Regions from separate parts of the Mus musculus genome. Here all the other regions are linked to region 3. Evidence: chromatin contacts called from public Hi-C, HiChIP or PLAC-seq and promoter capture Hi-C data. All regions are on one chromosome and are shown on one strand. The core of a region is the stretch at or near the end of the contact, and the rest is flanking DNA. Distances in the headings are between cores, read along the strand shown.

Region 1 (3,343 bases), core at 486-2,985, 1.6 Mb before region 3:
AGCATTGCCTAAGGGGGAATTGAAGGTAGATTACTTGATAGACAAATGCTGCAAGATACCTTATAAAGAATATTGAAGTATATTCCCCAGAAAGTGATTGTTTCACAAAAATTTACAATGAGATTTACAAAGTTTATTGAGACAGATGAAGTTAAGTCATGAACAAACTTGCAACAGTTTGCAAAATTGGCAGATGGTATGCTTAAAAAGCACCTGCTGTAAGAATTTTAAGATAGGCCTGACCTGTGAGACAGTTAAGAACAATGCTCTGTGAAGTCTTCATGAGTAAACAGAAGCATCCTTAACTGGAAGCTCAGGTCTCCTAGAATCCCATTAGTGAGTGAGACTTAGGATGGATGCCTGTACAGCCTCAGTCTTCTGTCTGAGATATTTGCGACTGTTATTTCTGTTGTAGTGGACTGGGCAGATTTACTGCAGGGTTGGTAATAGAAAGCATGAAATGGTTGTTAGGGTCAATCGGATTTGAATGAAGGTGCGAGTGGGGCACTGGCTGAGAACTACTTGACTGTTGAACTAGATGGTGAGCATCAAGAACCTGGAATACAACAGTGGTAGACAGGAAGTCAGGGTCAATCTCACTAATCTGGATGCTCCCAATCTCACTTGTCCCCCACCTTAAAAATTCTTTTATAGTTTTCTCTTACTTTGTAAAAGTAGGATGCAACTTAAAGTGAAATACCATTTAATGCAGCAACTCTTCTACTTCTTGGAATATACCCTAAAGAAAGTCACAGAATTGAAAGAAAATTATTACCCACCAAGGAGACATGTGTCTCTATGTTGGTTTTGCAATGGTGCAGCTTGAATCTAGGAACTCACACAGGAAGGAAGAACATCGTCACTAAGCTATATCCCTGGTCCTGTTTTCTTTTTCCAATTTATGTCTCCATCATCATCAGACACATGTATTGATGAGTTTGCATCTTAAAGGATGATTTTGGAAGAGATTAAGTATAACTAATATGGTAGAATTATAGTCATGTGTTCATTGATAAAATTATTATCTAATAAATAGATATAGCTGCAGTGAAACATACAGGTATTCATTAGTATATATTTACCTAATATGTTCCCATGATTAGACTGAGCACCACTGATGCTAGTTTAATTGTTTAATGCCCAGGGCAGCAATTGTTTATATGAAAGGACCAAATAGAGCTTCATACTGCCATGGAAGTGGGGATCAGTGTTTTCTCTATTTCAGAATTTGAACTCAAAGTGTTTATTGGAGACCAGTAGCATCACTACTACTTGTGACAAATGGGCACTGTTTGGCTCTTTTACTAAATAATGAACTCCAGTGGTCTGTACTAGCACTTTGGATCTTAGTAAGATTTTAATCACCAAATATCTTTGAAAGATGCTGAATGTTGAGAACTATTGAGCCCTTGAAATGCTGCCAATACAAAAAAAAAAAGTCAGACCTAGTGGGTGAAAGCAGTGCTTTTAATTTCATCTTATTTTTTTTTCTGGGCCCATTCCAGCCTTATTACTGAGAAAATACTGCATTCTAAGTATATCTGTAGATTTGGGAAAACAGGGATGGTTGATAACTCTGATAAAGGGGAGAGATGGTGTTTGTTGTGGCATAAAGGTAGTTATGGAAGAAATAGAATAGAATGGTCATCAAAGAAAGCTACAAGATGGAGGGCAGATTTCAGAAGCTGCTTTCTGCTTGTCTGCTCTGGGCTGCTAGATCTGGTGGCAGGAGGTTACCTGCAGGAAGCCAGCAGATGGCTAAGGCTTCTTGCTGAATCCCTTGACAGGAATCACAGCTGTTAGAATGCAATACTTTCTGGAAATAGGAAGTTTGGCATGAACCAAAATATTGCAAGATGCCAACTTGGATAAAAAAACCACTATTCATCTTAGCAGGAGTGACAATGAAATCCTTTTATAACAACAACAACAAAAGACACAACCAAAAAGCGCTTTGTAATTGCAGTAATTTTCATGTCTCAACTCATGTCCCCCACCCCTAATTTTTAGAAGAATGCTATCCAGGTTATCCTATAGCTAGAACTAATCCTGAATACTCATTCCCTTTAAAATTCTTCCTGGAATTTTAAAGGTAGTTACAATTAAACATATATTTGTCCTTTAGTACAATCAGATTTTTTTAAGGTTATGTAAAGATTAATATTAGAAACTATCATCTGAAAAAAGTTCAAGTAAAAATATTGTATAGATGGAGTGAATGGAATAAACCAGGAGGGCTGAGTTATGGATCAGTTAGCTTAAAAATGATCAATTCTTTACTTTTTGTATGACCGAGTACAGGTAGACAACATGACAGACATTGAATCTCAGTAAATTTGAGTAGGGATTCTCTTTTGGTTGAAATTCTCATTTGCAGTTGGGGTTAAGATTATTCTGTCAGCTTGTGGGTCTCAGTAACCTGAATGGTTGGTTGAAATGCAGAAGTCCACGCCCAGTGTTCTTGACTGAAAAAGTTTGGGGTTCAATGTTTGCATCTCTCACAAGTGCCTAAAAGATGCTGATGTTGCTGGTCAGCATACCACACTTTGAGAACAAATTTCCTTGTTACAGAGCATTTTCTGCCTCAAAGGCCAATTGATTTTTTTTAAATCAGCAATATATTCTACCCATTAGTATAGATATTTATATAAATAATCCCCTCTCCAAATTCCTCTGCATGTCTTCTGTGAATCCTGCATTTCTTTTCTCTGTTAATCAAAAAATTTTACTTTAGAAAGGGTAGAATAGGCCTACCACTTTCTTTAAGTCTTGCAAGATGTGATTGTTCAGTAACATTCTCTTTTTCTCTAGACTGTAGGTATTTTGATGATGTATGATATTTGTACATTTAGAACTTACCCAGGTGGCTTTGAATATCACAGAGACTCAGTAAATACTGGGAGTCAGTAGTCCCATCTTCATGACCAAATCCAATGCTTGTGATAGTTTTAATGACATATTTAAATATATTAACAATTATGAATATGGATCATAACCTATATCCACTTAGTGTGTTATAGAGCTAGAAACTATTGCACAGAATAAAATAAAACATGTAAGAAGATTGAAACGACAAGTTAAATTTAATAAGAAACATGACTTCCTCACTAAAATGATAGATCAGCAACAAGTTTGAAGTGTGGGTTTATATACGGATTCATCTGGTAATATGAGACTCGCACCTAAGACTTGGAAATAACTGTCATAATATACATTAGAGTAAAGCCTTATTTACACATCAAGAACTCCATGCAAAACCAAAATATTGTATTACTTGAAAAAAACAATAATGCAACATCGTGTGCACATCATCACTCCTTTAGCAGCAAATATTACCAACATC
Region 2 (3,326 bases), core at 576-3,075, 1.4 Mb before region 3:
GCAAAACAATATCATAGACATTAATGTGCATTTTCATAAGTATAAACATAATCATATTTTGAGGAATGTGGGTACTGTGATACAAATTAGGTAAATATTTAACACCATCAGAAATTATAAAACTATTTTCCAAAGAAGCTCTACTGTTGTCCAGTTTAACCAGCAATATGTGAAGGCACTGGTTGTTCTGCATGCTTGCAATTATTGCTTGGTTGTTCTGTGACTTCAATTCTCCAAAAGGTTCAGGGAGAACTATACAGTGGAAATGAATGTATTTCATTGTAAGCACAAGAATACTTTTCAAAACGCTATATGACAAATGGAATACAGAATGAAAGAACTTTGGTTTGTTTGTTTGTTTGTTTGTTTAAAGAGTTAACATAAGTTTAGCTAGGAAATTAAGGTCAAAACTCTACTTTGATATATCAATATAGAATATTTATAATATATTTCATTGTTTTGAGATAAATAGCTCTACTGCAGAGAAACATCATGTACAAGGAAAAATCAGTTTCTTTGGTTGGGTTCCTCCTATTTGAGTTTGGTTCCCTTTTTGATCAAATAAAGCTACCCATAACAACCTTATATTATACTAGTTTGTTTGTATTAGTCACAGGTTGTATATTTGAAGCTTATGAGGAATGTAAATTGAAACAAGTAAAGTAAAATACTGAAGTGAGGGAGAATATGAATAAGAGGGGGACATGAAGATGTCGGTGACAAACTAAAGCAAACTATAATGACATATATGTATGGAAATTCTAGAAAGATAATAATTTGGACATTAACTTAAAATTATTTTTAAAATTAAAGGACACCATCAGATCAGATGTTTGGAATTTTGTATGTATATGCACATGCATACAAACAAACACACATACACCCATACATACATACATACACACACCCATACATACATACATACACACATACATACATTGCATACATCTAAAGAATTTTAAAATGTACTACACCTCAAAACTGGGGACATGCTCAGATAAATTATATAGTCATGCTAGGGAACATCAGGTTGTCATTAAAAATATTTCCAAACTTAAATTAAAACAAAAAGAATATACTTGTTTCCTTTACCAAGACATGGGCTATTTTTATGTCCTGAATTAAGTGATGGAATAGGAAGATTTGTTTTCTCCATTGTAACATGCAGTACATACTTAGTACATATTTAGTGAATATGAGTAAGACATTTCTTGAAAATTCAAAGTTCTCTAAGTACCATTAATCTCCAGTTGCATCATCTCATGATTTCTCCCAGATCCATGGGACTATTTAAGGGGTGTTTCGGAGAATCAGAAGAGTGAGAGAATAACTGTTGTAAGTTGTCATCTACTCCAAAGGGGTAATTTATAATTCTATAGTGAGATTGATACTTTAAGGGGCATGGTGAAATGACAAGGCAAAATCTAAGAGTCACCCGCAACTCTAAATTGGGTAAAAGTTTTGAATAAAAACTAAATGGACAGCACAGATTTGGAAAACTTTTCATTTGTCATTTTATCTCTAAGGGACTGAGGAGCTTTTCTCGAGGTAGAGTGGGAGCAAAAGGAAAATTATAGGTTAAGAGATAAAAGCAGAGGAAGTGTCCCAATAATGGAGCTAGCAGATCTCAAGGTGGGAAGGGTACATTTATACACAAAAAGAACTCAGTGCTAACAAAGAATTCCCTGGAGCAGGTAAGACACCAGAATAAATTTGGTACAAAGTTCAAGAACACCAGAAAAATTGTAACATGAATGTAACCAGCTGTTCTCTCTGAACCTTATGGACCATATCCACTTAGCTAGTGATCACCTCCAACCAAAACAACATTAGTCAAGTTTACTAAATCATTACCATGTGTTTTCTATCACTGCTGCAGCTACTTAGGAAAGAATACAGCTTGCTCATGTTTCAGATGATTTTGCTATTTGCTTTTCTTTCCCTGACTCACTGATAAATGTCTGGGGAAGAAAATCTAAGCGAAACTTTATATAGTTAGTAATCTGTTACACAGAATGGAAGCTTTAACAGATACTATGTATTTGAGATTGGTTTAGAAATTATATTTCAGGGACTGGAGTTAAAGTTCTACACTTAGGTGTGCTTACTGCTCTTGCAGATGACCTGGGCACCTGCATAAAGTAGCTCACTCTAACTCCAGATAGCCTAAAACTCCAGTTCCAAGGGGGCATAACAACTACTTCTTATACTCATAGGCATTGTGTGCATTGGTTACACATGCAGATAAGCAGAGTTACCACGTCCATATACATAAAAATAAAATTTAAAAGAGAAATTAGATTTTAAATGTTTACAACCCAAACATAAATGTATGAAGTGATGGATTGCCAATTAGCATGACTTTTAGCCTGACTATTAATCTACATTGTAACCTTGAATCAGGAAATTGCATGGTGGTCCATAAATATATATAATATCAATATAAATCACTGATTTAGCAATGAAAATTTGCCCCTGGCCTACCTTGGAAAGCAACTGAGCCAGTTTGAACTCAGTTTCTCAAATACCACTCACCCATCACCAAAGCATTCTTTATTCCTTGATACAAATCATGTGCTTTTATTTTAAATTAACAAAAAAAAATCTTTCTTTAATTTCATATAATGCAATTAAATACTTAAAAATTAGGTCTCTCAGGCTAATTTTCATAAATACTGAAATACCTGATTTATACTTTTCCATGCTAGCCTCCCCTCTATTGTGTAACTAGTTATAATCTCCATGTAGCACACATTGCACGTTTCATTATTTCTACTCCTTAGACTATTAATGCTCAAATACTAAAGACTTGTGGTTTTCATGGGTATACTGCTGTCACATTTTATAAATTCACAGAATAGTAATAAGAAGTATGAATTTGGCCAGGCGTGGTGGCACACGCCTTTCATCCCAGTACTTGGGAGGCAGAGACAGGCAGATCTCTGAGTTCGAGGCCAGCCTGGTCTACAAAGTGAGTTCCAGGACAGCCAAGGCTACACAGAGAAACCCTGTCTCGAAAAAAACCAAAAGAAGAAGAAGGAGGAGGAGGAAGAGGAGGAGGAGGAGGAGGAGGAGGAGGAGAAGAAGAAGAAGAGGAAGAAGAAGAAGAAGAGGAAGAAGAAGAAGAAGAAGAAGAAGAAGAAGAAATATGAATTTGATATGAAAAGGTAGGGTTTGGGAGGATGCTATTTATAAATGACAACGGCCAAAAGGCTAGGTGTTGATAAGATTTCTATAGCTTTAAAAAGCAATGGAAGTTTCTCTCTCTCTCTCTCTGTCTCTCTCTCTCATTGTCACTGTGTAGTTTAGAACATAAATCCACAGCG
Region 3 (3,422 bases), core at 92-2,591:
ACTCGCACACTGTCGCGCGTGGAGGAGGAGCAGGTGGAGTGAGAGAAGGGGGTTAAGTACTGACTCCCCGACCAGCATTTCCCAGTCTACACCCGCAGGGGGGCCCGCACCAGCTCCACCGCACCAGATCCCCCAGACCTGCCAATGACGACAGAGAGAGGAGGAGGAGAAGGAGGAGGAAAAAAAAGGCAGGGAGGGAAAAGAGGAGCCTGGAGACAGACAGTTCCATGGACTGACCGAGTGTCATTATCAGCACTTTTCTTATTGGGGGACAGGGTGGAGAGAGTGGTGAAGGGATTGCACCACTGCCCAGTTCAATCCACTCTGGAGCGACCCTAAAATTGGGACTTGGGAGGAAGATTGTCCTAGAACACATTTGGGGTGGACAGCCTCCAAATGCACACAGGTCCCCTGTGGTGCCCCTGGAGCTGCAGTGTTGGGGAGATCTTAAAAGGCTCTTACTTGGGAGGAGGCGTGATTTCCATGCTCGAGCGTCTCGGTTCCCCACCCCCTCTCGGTAATAGCCAGTGCGCGCCACCACCTGAGCCTGGCAAGAGCCGGGGCGCACGCAGTCTTCAGCCTGCGTCTTTCCGCGTCTGAAGAGACTTGGCTCAAAGCGGGTCTGCCCGACACCCCCACCCTACCCCCTAACGGGAGAACTCTTATACTTTATTTTGTTTGAAAAATCCGGGACATCTCTTTATTTATCTCTGAGTCTCCCCAGAGGAGGCCAGGGGAAGGGGAAGGGGGTGAGCCCGCTTGGCCGGCCAAGCTGAGGGAGGGGGAGTACACTGAGAGGAGGGGACTGGGTGTAGCCTGGAATTCTCTGTCCTCGTGTTCCAGGCTGGCGCGCAGAGTCTTCTGGCGCTAGCGCCACCACCACCACCGCTCTCCGCGCCATCCCGTCGTTGGCTTCGGGGATCCGGTGAGTGGGGTCATGAGGAGCCGCGGGGGCCGCTCCCAGCCCCGCCCGCTCTGAGCGGGAACGCGGCAGTGTCGCGTGTCGCCCCCCAGGCTGGGAGCCGGCGGGGGGTGGGGAGGTCGCCCCGGGTAGGGCGGGGTGGGGGCGGCGCGGAGGCCGCCAAGCTGGGGGGCTCTCCGGGCAGGCGCGGCAGCGGGCAGGAGGGCGTGTCTCCAGCCGGAGGGGTCCCTCCCGAGGCGCGGCGCGGGACTCCCCGATGGTGGTGCCGCGGCTCCAGGAGAGCTCAGGGTCTTGCCTCCGCCGCCGCCGCCGTCGCCGCCGCCGCTGCGGGCGCCACCACCACCACCACCACCACCGCCGCCGCCGCCGCCGCCGTCGCCCGAGCCCGCGCCGAGCGTGCGCCTCGCCCTCCTCCCGCGCCCGCTCTGCTCTAGGATGCTGCGGCAGGTTCTGCACAGGGGCTTGAGGACGTGTTTCTCCCGGCTTGGCCACTTCATTGCCAGTCACCCGGTCTTCTTTGCTTCGGCGCCGGTGCTCATCTCCATCCTGCTCGGCGCCAGCTTCAGCCGCTACCAGGTCGAAGAGAGCGTGGAGCACCTGCTGGCGCCCCAGCACAGCCTAGCCAAGATCGAGCGCAACCTAGTCAACAGCCTCTTCCCGGTCAACCGCTCCAAGCACCGGCTCTACTCGGACCTGCAGACCCCTGGGCGCTACGGCCGGGTCATTGTCACCTCCTACCAGAAAGCCAACATGCTAGACCAACATCACACGGACCTGATCTTAAAGGTGAGACCAGGGCGGGTTCTGGCAGCCCCTGGCGCCGCGGCTGCTCTGGCTGTGCTGGTTCCGCGCGGGGTCCCGGCTCAGAAGCCACCTCTAGTGTCCCGGGCAGTGGCTCCCACGGGGGCTCCTCTGCACTGCGCGCCCCTAGGCAGCAACCTAGAGTCTCAGAGTCTCGGAGGCAGGAAACGTTCAGGTCCGGGTCCTGGCTGGGCCCTGCCCTCCCCGCCTCTGCCGTAACCCCGCAGCTGCTGCAACAGTTGGGGCGGCGGCGACTACGGTGCTTTAGTGCGCTTGTTTTGGTCGCAGTGGGCTTGGGGGCAGGGAGGCTTTAGGTTAACTGGGCCAAGAAGAAGCGGAACAAGAGAATACATTCAAGAAAGTCCCGCTACTTGAGAATAGAATACTATTCAGGAGGAGGGAGGTGAGGTTCAAAGACACCATTCTCTGTTCCCGTTTTTTTTCTTCTCTTTTCCTCTAGTCGCTGCACCCGAATTGTTTTTGGATAGGTTGCTGTGGGTAGTAGGTAAGGGACAGAGGACTGTGAGTTGGCATGGTGAGGAAAATAACACCCACCCACCCCCAACCAAAGTGCGGTTCCTGATGAGGACCGGGGCGGCCACCAGACCACTCTTCCAGGATCAAGGTAGCCATGTCTGTGTTTGAGAGTAGGAAATGGTGCTTGTAACTCACAGTTATTTCATCTTTCACAGTACTTTCAATCCACTTAAACGCAACTTCTTTGGGGAAAGACAGAACAGGTTGATATACTTTTATTGTTTCTTTTTTTTTCTTTTTTCTTTTTTTCTTTTTTTGAACGCGTGGTTGAAGGGCAGATCCAAAGCCCGGAGATTAGGAGCCAGGATGTGACCCCAAGAAGATCTCAGGAACACAGAACAGAAACCACTTGCCCACTTGTGCCATCAGCCCGAGGTGGGAATTTGCTGTGAAAAGTGAGGTTAAAGGTGATAACTTTCAAGAAGTTCCTAAGAAAAGCCAAGGAGTGAGGACTGGAAATGGAAAAGTGAAGAGATCATAGGAGGAAAAAAAAAAAAAGAAAAAATAAATGAAAAGGGAGAGTGAATCTAGGTGGAGACTATGGGGTTTGTTTACTTCAGCTTCTGCTGGGGAGGGGGTGGGGCAGGACCCAGTCCCAGCTGAGATGCTGAAGAAATGGAAAGTGCTGATTTCCTGTGGGGTCTCTGGGTCTGGTGGAAGGTTAGATTCCTCCTTTTCCCAAAGGGAATCTACTAGAGAACCTGGGAAATTCTTTACTCTGTCTCTTCCTCTCCAGGTAACCCTGTGTCCCTAGATAGAAGCTCGTTTTCCTCTATTGTTTCCCTCTCTGTTTGTTGACATACTATCCACCAGCAATTAGTAAAGGAGGAATCTGGCTGGGGACTGACTGGAATTAGAACATTTTCACATTGAGTGGCTTGTGGTATTTTTTTTTTAACGGCACACAAATCACTAGACATATTCACTTATGGCAGAACCTTATCAACATTAGTCTTGAAATGCTCCCCACCCCACCCCCTGAGGTTGTTTTTCAACATCAAAGTGGGTTTTCACCCCCAAAACTTCAGAGCATCTATTGAGATACAGATAAATAAATACTGTTAGAAATGCTTTATCAAGAATGTGTGTAGTTGAACTGTCACAGGCTTAAGGAAAGTATAATGGAGCAAGTCTGGGCATTTGGAAATGCTTCATGTTTTGT
Region 4 (3,081 bases), core at 572-3,071, 1.9 Mb before region 3:
CCAGAATCCAAATAGGTAGTCATAGCCCAGTTGGAGAGGTTTATAGAGGCCTTTGCTTTCTTTCACTGAAGAGACACCATGACCACAGCAAGTCTTATAAAGGAAAACATTTACTTGGGGCTGGCTTACAGTTTAGAGGTTTAGTCTCTAATCATCATGGCAGGAAACATGCTGGAGGAACCAAGAGTTCTACATCTTGATTCACAGGCACCAGAAGGAGACTGTGTGCCACACTTGGTATAGCTTGAGCAAAGGAGACCTCAAAGCTTGTCCCCCACGTTGACACACTTCCTCCAACAAGGCCACACCTCATAATAGTGTTGCTCCCGATGGCCATGTCTGCCTGCCTCTACCTCACAAGTGCTGAGATTAAAGATGTGTGCCACTAACGTCAGGCTCCTGTTTCTTATCTTTAATAGTCTTGCCAGGATTATGCAGATTAGTGAGAAGACCCTTGCAGTAAACTGCTAACATCATCCTGACAATACTGATCCTATATCGAGCATCCTCTTCTCTTCAGGGCTCTCTTTTGACATCACTTCATTAAAGTATCTCAAGGTTCTTCATTTTGCCCTTTGCAAGGTGAAGTACAAATTCTAGGGCGGATATGCTTCAGCTGGGAGCCCATGGTGGTCTGCAATGTTCTCCACAATCTACTGAGCAAGACCAGCTACATACTTATCAGCAAAACCTCAGATGCCTTCTGCTCTGAAATTTTCAAGAAATTCAAGAGGTTGACAGCAGATAGTGAAGCTAAGGGAAGGCAGGTGGCTTACCCCAATGCTGGCAGGGCATGAAGCACATGTCCTACGCGGGAAGCTTCACTACCCTTAAACACACAGGAGGACAGCTATGTTCTAGTGACTTGACTCCAGAAGAAAGGAAGAAAGAGGAGCTTGGGGCTGATACATTGGGGCTGATGGAGCGGAACACAAATTAGCTTACAAAACTGAGGACCTGGTCTCCAGAGAAGGAAATAAAAACAGATGGCTATGGATAGGAACAAAGTAGGAGCCCACTGAAAAGAGATGCAGTTGTTGAAGGACAAATATGACGTCAGTGTTAGGTTCTTGCAGGACAGGGAAGGACTACGCAAAACTAACCAACCAACCAACCAACCAACCAACAAACCAAACCAAACCAAACGACCATTCGAAATGGCCTAAGGGAAAGCTAAACTTAATGTTTTTGTGTTGTTGAGGAGGCACAGAGTTCACTAATCTGAAGTTTAACAACCATTACAGAAATTCCTGGTATCAGGAGAGGCACAGCAATCCATACAATGATGGAGTCAATTTGCCCTGGGATTTTGCTCGTGCAATAAAGGATCCCTTTATTCCCCAGGCACTTCAGTTCTCTTTTGTCCCATCTTGTTGAATGCTACTAACGGTCAAAAAAGAGGCCAAGGCTGTAGGTCCATTGACAAAAAATAGAGGTACCGAGGAGGGGGAAGTCCTGTGGAAGAGGCTCTCACATCTGCAACTTCTCAGTTAGGCTTTAGTCCTTGATTCTTTTCCAAATTTGCATGAAAATGTATGCTACTTGAATGCCCAGGAGCCTTCTATTCTGTTCTTAAATACTACCCCTTACCAATAGAAACATTGTTAATAATCCCAGCGGGGTTCACGTGCATTTAAAGAAAAAGTCAGGCTTGTACTTTAAGACTACAGGGGTGGTAGCATTTTATTTTCTTCAAATGGTCAGGAAGTAACTGGGGCTTTTGCTTGGGGAGGAGGGGTAGGCATATGGGGAAGTGTATAGGGAGGCCCCCCGGAAGTCGCGCTGAGCCGTTTAAAGCTGGGTGACCTCCTAACGGATGGCGAATGGCGGGAGAGCATGGCCAGAGCTTTAGCGCAGGGCGCGGCCATTGGTGACGCATGCCAGGGAGCCCGGCGCCCGCGATTCCACCATTAGCGAGGCCTCACACCCAGCGCTTCAAGTTCGGGGCTGGAGGCGTCCCTGCTTCCTCCTCTAAGAGGCGGGTCGGCCCCGCCCCCGCGCCCCGGGTCGCTTGCCCGCGGCCCCTCCCACCTCCTAACTCCTGGCCTCCCCCGGCGCAGCGCACTCCCCGCCGGCCCGCAGCCTGACACGCCGCGCGGTCCCTCAGTCTCCTGCGGTCGCCTCCCCAGGCATGGCACAGGGCCTCGCCACACTATGGCAGCAGCAAGACACAGCACGCTCGACTTCAAGCTCGGCGCCAAAGGTGAGGGCGCCGCTCGCCACCTGCACGGGCGCCGCAGCGGCGGCGGCGGCGGCGGCGGCGGCGGCGGCAGCGGCAGCGGTAGCGGTAGCGGCGGCGGGGCGACAGTTCCCTCCGCGCCTGCGGGGCTCGAGGCCACAGGACCAGGCTCCTCCGGGGCGCGCGCGGCAGGCTGAACAATGCGGACGGCCGCGCGGCGCCTGCGTCTGCCGGGCTGCTGCGCGGAGCACGCTGCGGGCCCTCGTGCACCGGCGGAGGCCGCGCCGCGCCCCCGCGGTCCCCCGCCGCGTTTGGTCCTCGGCTGAGCTGGAGGCTGGCGCACTGCGGGGCCTGGGAGAACCGCGTCCGTGTGTGCCAGCCGCACCGCCCGCCCGCCCTTCCGGGCCTGGAGCGTCGGTCCACGCGGGCTCGCCGCCCTCCACGCCCCGTTGTTGGGGGGGAATCCCTTTCAGCCCGTGGGGCGCGGCGGATCCCCGGGGGAGGCGGGTACCGGAGCGCCTTAGCTCGTTCGAGGCACGGCGGGCGAGGCAGGCCTGAGCGAGGGGTGTGTGCGGCGCGGGACCGCTGCCCACGCCACCTTTTCCTGTTCTGGCAGGCTGCTGAATTTCCCTCTTGGGTGTGTGTGTCGGGGGGTTCCCCTTAAGGGCAGCGAGGGTTGAAGGAGGACCAGGGCCACTCAGCGCTTGCAAGGTTTTTTTTAGTCATCTAAGGAGATGAAGGATCCTCTGAAAAGGGACCCGGCGGGCAGAGAAAGGAAACGATTATTATTATTATTGGGGGTGGGGAGGGATGAGATCTGGGCGCGGGAACTAGAGCCACCACCATCACCATCACCCCTAATCCTGGAGGCTCAGATATTTGAGCCTGGTCTCGGCAGAAAT

The links. Promoter capture Hi-C pulls out the DNA fragments that hold promoters and counts their contacts. Hi-C and Micro-C count contacts between places; a contact is called where the count stands out from the background. HiChIP or PLAC-seq counts read pairs in DNA pulled down with a chosen protein or histone mark.
Region 1: a Hi-C map of cerebellum shows a contact between it and region 3, with 2.0 times the contacts expected there. The contact joins the enhancer-like site here to the promoter of Ptchd1 in region 3. A contact is called at or near these places in 4 of 39 promoter capture datasets (cranial neural crest, frontonasal cranial neural crest, hippocampal neurons and 1 more) and 2 of 484 Hi-C or Micro-C datasets (cerebellar granule neurons and cerebellum).
Region 2: a promoter capture Hi-C map of second pharyngeal arch cranial neural crest shows a contact between it and region 3. The contact joins the enhancer-like site here to the promoter of Ptchd1 in region 3. A contact is called at or near these places in 7 of 39 promoter capture datasets (the 3T3-L1 cell line, the C10 cell line, cranial neural crest and 3 more) and 1 of 115 datasets of contacts at active chromatin or transcription factors (embryonic stem cells).
Region 4: a contact with region 3 is called in an H3K4me3 HiChIP or PLAC-seq map of embryonic forebrain, with 6 times the contacts expected there. The contact joins the promoter of Sms here to the promoter of Ptchd1 in region 3. A contact is called at or near these places in 7 of 39 promoter capture datasets (the 3T3-L1 cell line, cranial neural crest, embryonic stem cells and 3 more) and 4 of 115 datasets of contacts at active chromatin or transcription factors (embryonic forebrain, forebrain, neural tube and 1 more).

What each region holds. Positions count from the first base shown.
Region 1 is chrX:157,201,358-157,204,700 of GRCm38.p6, reverse strand. The region is part of intron 15 of Phex (phosphate regulating endopeptidase homolog, X-linked); the gene reads left to right. Among named protein-coding and RNA genes, the nearest start is that of Gm52451, 58 kb to the left of the region's middle. Within about 2 kb of position 1,735, at least 2 of the 459 cell types and tissues checked have an H3K27ac peak or open chromatin away from gene starts, as enhancers often do. A contact at or near this core is called in cerebellar granule neurons and cerebellum, where this site is marked.
Region 2 is chrX:157,020,585-157,023,910 of GRCm38.p6, reverse strand. No RefSeq gene overlaps it. Among named protein-coding and RNA genes, the nearest start is that of Gm52451, 240 kb to the left of the region's middle. Within about 2 kb of position 1,825, at least 4 of the 459 cell types and tissues checked have an H3K27ac peak or open chromatin away from gene starts, as enhancers often do. A contact at or near this core is called in second pharyngeal arch cranial neural crest, where this site is marked.
Region 3 is chrX:155,621,246-155,624,667 of GRCm38.p6, reverse strand. It overlaps Ptchd1 (patched domain containing 1), which reads left to right and starts at 1,341. Exons shown (of 3, transcript NM_001093750.1): 1 at 1,341-1,708. The coding sequence starts at 1,358. Gm15155 (a long non-coding RNA gene) reads right to left here and starts at 132. Exons shown (of 4, transcript XR_387096.4): 1 at 1-132.
Region 4 is chrX:157,491,027-157,494,107 of GRCm38.p6, reverse strand. It overlaps Sms (spermine synthase), which reads left to right and starts at 1,821. Exons shown (of 11, transcript NM_009214.4): 1 at 1,821-2,203. The coding sequence starts at 2,155.